Linked DNA regions of Sus scrofa: region 2 is linked to region 1. A link is a contact called in public Hi-C data. All regions are on one chromosome and are shown on one strand. Each heading gives the region's core, a stretch centred on a gene start, on an enhancer-like site or on the middle of the called end of the contact. The rest is flanking DNA. Distances are from core to core; before and after follow the strand shown. Region 1 holds the start of SPECC1L (cytospin-A). Region 2 overlaps SPECC1L (cytospin-A).

Region 1 (2,721 bases), core at 113-2,612:
AGACTCTGCTTGGAGAACACTAAATCAAAGAAGAAAGGGAGACTTAAAGAGAAAAGATGATTGGGTCAGCCATCTCTTTATGGAAAAAATCCTATCCAGGTCAATACCCTATTTCTTCTTACTCCATATACCCTTCTGCATCGATTTGGCTATTTGATAACCTGCCCGTATAATGGTGATGTCTGCTGATATCTACCGAGCCCAACACTCTGATTTCATCTCAATATTCGGCCCGCAGGGTGATAACAAACGCTATAGGGTTCTGCACAACATTTTTTAGTTTCGTGTATCTGTTGCAAACTTACAAAACATCTCAATGGCTGGAGATTTCCCCCCCCCCTTTTAACAACACACACGTTTTCTCTGTAATCGATACAGGACAAGAGAATTTATGGGAATTTTCCCTGGGTCCTCGCCTACTTGCCGGCGAATTACCAAGGGCATCAACAAATCAAGATTCTCTGCATTTGAATGATCACAGGAATTCTTACTTGGTCGTGAAAGCAGGCCGAAACTATGCAGAAACTGATTTCTTTTCCAGTCATCTCCAGCGGAGCTGCCCTCCAACGAACTCTGATGTCTTAAACGTAACCACTGAAGCCACACAATGACCAAACTGCGGGAAATGCAAAATTTCCGCGGCACAACACAAGGTTATTCACACAGCCAACCTGATTCAATTAACCAGGTCTCGGGAAAAAGGGACACTACGCCTGCTCCTGCTGACCGGCCCGCGGAGCGGGGCGCGGGTTGGGAGCACGGCGGATGGGGGAAGCGGAGCCCGCAGGAGGCCCGGGTCCGCCGCCCGCCGCGTCCTCGGGCCCGGGGCCAGAGAACCAGAGAAGAAGGGACCAGAGTCTAAGGGGCCAGGGGCTACGGGCCGGCGGCCCGGGCCTCTCCCGGCCGCGAGGGAGAGGACCGGCGGGCAAAGGCGCAGAACCAGCTGAGTCCCAAGCAGCCGAGTCGCGGGCGGACGGGGGTCGGGGCGCGGAAGGCCCGGGGTCCCGCGAGGCCTGGGGGCTAGCGAGGTAAGCGCAGGCGCAGGCGAGCGCCGGGCTGGGGGCCCGCGAGGGGACCGCGCAGGCGCGGGCCGCCGGGGTCTGCGGGGCCGCCGGGGCCTGGCCGCGCGGGCGGCGCTGAGGAGAGGAACGCGCCGGCCGCGCACACTGTGGGGGAGCTCGGCCCCGACTCTTACCGCGCGGCGCCGCCTCGCTCGCTCTCTGGCTCCGGGATGGGGCCGGGCGGCGAGGTCGCCCGGTGGCGCGGCCGGAATCCGTTGAGTCCGGCCTCAGGGAAGCAGCCAACCCAGCCGCGCCGTCCACCAGGCCCGCCCAGCCTCCCTCACGGCCCCCGCCCTCGGCACGCCCCTTGCCCGTCCCACAAGGCGGCCGAAGAGTGCGCAGGTGCCGATCAGACCACGCCCACGTCCTTCGCCGCTCAGGCCCTGAAGCACCGCCCACTCTGCTTGGGTTGCTCCAATTTCTGGATTGCGCAGGCGCCGTACCATTCAGCTGCGAGCCAAAAAAAAAAAAAAAAAAAAAAGGCTCGAGCAATCAGTGCGCATGCATCAGGCCTGAAGCGGGCCCTCCGGTTGGAGGACGCTCCTGAGGCTTCGCTGGACCCACCTGTATGATGCGTTAGGTCCCCATTATCCCAGAGGCTCAGCTCAGCCCAGAGGTCCACCTTTCACGCAGCATGTACAACAGCGTGCCAAGAACGGTGCTGCACATGAGCTAGACATACAGGCAATAAAGAAGTGGGCCTTCCAAAACATGAGGCTAAACGTTCTTTATCAAGGAAGTTCTGTTAGGTCACGATTATCTTTTAGGATTTTTTTCCTTTGATGATTTGAAGTACATTAATAGATTTTTATCATATCATTTCAGTAATTTAGGAAAAAGACAACTTGGTCTTGATGTACTTTTCATATATTGCTGAATTATTTGTTAATATTTTATTTAGCATTTTTGCATGTATGTCCACAAGTGACATTGGCCTATACTTTTGCTTTCTTGTACTGACCATGTCTGATTTAGGGTAAATCATAATAAATTTACAATGAGTTAAAGAGACTTCTGTTTTCTGCTTTATCTGGAAGATTTTGAATAAGATCAGAATTTTTTGTTTTTTTAATGTTTGCTGAATTTGCCTATAAAGTCATGCAGGCTTTGTGTTTTTCTTTGGTTGTGTTTGTTATGAGATTTTGGAGGAGACAGGATGCAAATTTTAAACTAAGCACATTTCTTTTTTTTTTTTTTTTTTGGTCTTTGCTATTTCTTTGGGCCGCTCCTGCGGCATATGGAGATTCCCAGGCTAGGTGTCGAATTGGAGCTGTAGCCACTGGCCTACGCCAGAGCCACAGCCACGCGGGATCTGAGCCGCGTCTGCAACCTACACCACAGCTCACGGCAACGCCGGATCGTTAACCCACTGAGCAAGGGCAGGGACCGACCCCGCAACCTCATGGTTCCTAGTCGGATTCGCCACGACGGGAACTCCAGCACATTTCTTTAATGGTTCTATATCTAGATAGAATTTCTGTTTCTTCCTGTGTCATTTTTACTAAGTTTTCGCAGGAAAGTGTCTGTTTGTTGGTGTCTTCAAATTCATCAGCATAAAGTTGTTCATGTGATTCTCTGATTTTTTTTTTTTTTTTTTTTTTTTTTTTTTTGGCCCTGCCTGTGGCAAGCAGAAGTTTCCTAGGCCAGGGATTGAACCCAT
Region 2 (2,897 bases), core at 62-2,561, 48 kb before region 1:
CTTGCTCAGTGGGTTATGGATCCAGCATTGCCATGAGCTGTGGTGCAGGTCGCAAATGCAGCTCAGATCCCATGTTGCTGTGGCTCTGGCATAAGCTGGCAGCTACAGCTCCGATTGGACCCCTAGCCTGGGAACCTCCATATGGCGCAGGAGCGGCCCAAGAAAATGGCAAAAAGACAAAAAATCAAAATAAATAAATAATAAAAACAATTAAAAAAAAAAAACTTTAGATGAAACAGTTCACCCCTATGTCTCTAAGAAATACAGTCCCACAATCCACTACTTCAGTAGCCAGATACCTTGGAATATTTTGAATAACCCTGGGGTGAATCTATAGATGCTGGGCTAATTATCTAGCCAGAACTCAGAACCTCCACTAGACATGGTCAGGGCTCCTGCAAGTGACTGTCTCCTGGAAATAGTTCGAACCTTTCATCTGCATCCACAGCACATGGGATCTGGCTGCATGCCGTATGCGCCTATCAACCCTCTGTCGAGGTAGAATAAACTGTTAGCACTCAAAGGAGCAGTATCATGAACCACAAGTTTGAAAAGCTGTTACCACAGCAACCAAAAAGTTTACCCCCATTCTCCCTGTCCCCTCCAGGCTATCATATTAAAGCACATTACAATATAAAATCTGTTAACATTTGAGAACTCTACATAACTGTATTATGTAGAAATAATTTCAAACTTACAAAAAGATGCACGAAATAATACCAAGGAATATCCATATACCTTTTACTCAGATCTTATTGTTATCAGTTTACCATTTATCATTTATTATCTCTGATCCCTGTCTGTTTGCCTGTATTTATCCCTAACTTTTTCCTAACCTTTAAGGATACACATGATGGTCCCGCATCTTTCAGTGTGTGGTTCCTAAGAATACACACACAGTTTGGTTATTGACTTCATAAATGCATACTGACATGATATGTTTATCTAATCTCCCACCCACACTCCAACTCTGTCACCTTGCCCTTTATAGCAACTCCTGGCAGCACTGAAGCCAGTAAGGCACAGGGGCTGAACATATTGCCTCCTTAGCCTGGAACTTTTTCCTCAGCCTCTGTCTTTTACGACACTGGCATTTTGAGGAATATAGCACCACTCATTCCTGGGCTTTTAGTACAACATTCCTCATTTTTTATCTGTTTAATGTTCCTTTACAATTTTTTTTCCCCCTTCGGCTGCTCCTTGTGGCATGCAGAAATTCCTGGGCCAGGGATCGAAACAGAGCCACTGCTAAGTCCTTAACTGCTAGGCCACCAGGGAACACCCAATGTTTCTTTATGAGTAATTGAAGTTATGCCTCAGCCAGAATATGGCCTAGTGATAACCATATGCCTCTATCACTTACACAATCACCCAGTCACAGTGTTGCCTAATTGTTCCACTGTATAATTTCTGATTGCTTCTTTTTCGTCATTTAAAACATAACAGTCTGTGGAAAGACATTTTAAGATCATGCAAATTTCTGTTTCCCACCAATTCTTTTTGGGGGGGAGGTCTTTCTAGGGCCGAACCCGTGGTACATGGATGTTCCCAGGCTAGGGGTCCAATGGGAGCTACAGCTGCCGGCCTGCATCACAGCCGCAGCAACATGGGATCCAAGTCACATCTGCAACCTACATCACAGCTTGTGGCAACACCGGATCATTAACCTACCGAGCAAGGCCAGGGATTAAATCCATATCCTCAAGGATACTAGTTGGGCTCATTATTGCTGAGCCACAACAGTAATTTCCCCCACTAGCTTTTCATTTAAATGATTTTTCATTATTACACAGAACTGTAAAGCCATGCTCCACTCAAACAGTTCTTTAGGAACAAAAAGCAGCTGGAAGATGGCATGGCCGTGGAAACATCACCCACCACACGTGCGTGTCTGCTGGCCACCAAGCTCTTGCCATGAACCTCTGTCCCATCAGAAGCCCCACTGTCATCCTGATACTGAACACAGACTCCTCCCATATGCAAAAATGTGTAGGACAACACTTACTTTCTAAGTCAGAGATGATGAGGTTGTCATGAAGCTTCACTGCCCGGTGCTGTTCCACTTCGTCTTCAAGTTCAAAGATCGTTTCTTTCATGTCACTCCTTTCTGTCTCTTTCTCTTCCAGCTCTGATCTTAACTTTTCTAATGTCATATTCAAATCTTCTATCTGCTTCTTAGCTTCCTCCTGGAAGGCTCGGTATTCATCTTCTACCTATGTAAAACGGATGGTGCCAATCAGAGAAATGAGTTGTTCTGAGATAATTCCTAGGACGTAGGTACCCACTGTTTTAGCTGGAACCCGAGTGTGAGTGGCTGTGTGAGCGAGAGCGACCTGTGTAACAACTATACAGAAGGCACTCTCCAAAAATAGGACTTGACACGACACACTTCAGCACTACATCTGCTGCTACATCACTCATTGAAATTATATGGACATACCACTGAACTGAACTACATTATTCATGAGAAAATTTTACACATCTTCCCTTCCCCAAAGTTTGGACTGAAGGCATACATCTGATTAATGATTAACATGCTTTCCAACAAAAATGATGTCTGATTTGTGACACTTTCAATATCAAATTAAAAATGGAAACAAAAAATTCTCAAATATTGTCATTGTCAAAGTGTTAGTTCATAACGGCCCCCAACCTATATGCTCGAACAAATCTCCTTTACTGTACCTCTTTAAAGTCCTCACTTAAAAAATTAACATTTAGGAGTTCCTGCTGTGGCACAGGAGAAATGAATCCAACTAGTATCCGTGAAGATGTGGGTTCAATCCCTGGTCTCACTCAGTGGGTTGGGAATCTGGTGTTGCCATGAGCTGCGTGTGGTGGTAGGTCACAGATGTGGCTCAGATCCCACGTGCCTGTGGCTATGGTGTAGGCCGGCA

What was found. Hi-C and Micro-C count contacts between places; a contact is called where the count stands out from the background.
Region 2: a Hi-C map of adipose tissue shows a contact between it and region 1, with 4 times the contacts expected there. The contact joins the enhancer-like site here to the promoter of SPECC1L in region 1. A contact is called at or near these places in 4 of 5 promoter capture datasets (fetal skeletal muscle, liver and skeletal muscle), 25 of 47 Hi-C or Micro-C datasets (adipose tissue, alveolar macrophages, blood and 13 more) and 2 of 2 datasets of contacts at active chromatin or transcription factors (alveolar macrophages and skeletal muscle).

Annotation. Positions count from the first base shown.
Region 1 is chr14:49,331,578-49,334,298 of Sscrofa11.1, reverse strand. SPECC1L (cytospin-A) reads right to left here and starts at 1,362. Exons shown (of 16, transcript XM_021073804.1): 1 at 1,196-1,362.
Region 2 is chr14:49,379,630-49,382,526 of Sscrofa11.1, reverse strand. It overlaps SPECC1L (cytospin-A), which reads right to left. Exons shown (of 16, transcript XM_021073804.1): 5 at 2,006-2,213. Among named protein-coding and RNA genes, the nearest start is that of SPECC1L, 48 kb to the right of the region's middle. Within about 2 kb of position 1,311, at least 6 of the 83 cell types and tissues checked have an H3K27ac peak or open chromatin away from gene starts, as enhancers often do. A contact at or near this core is called in adipose tissue, alveolar macrophages and omental adipose tissue, where this site is marked.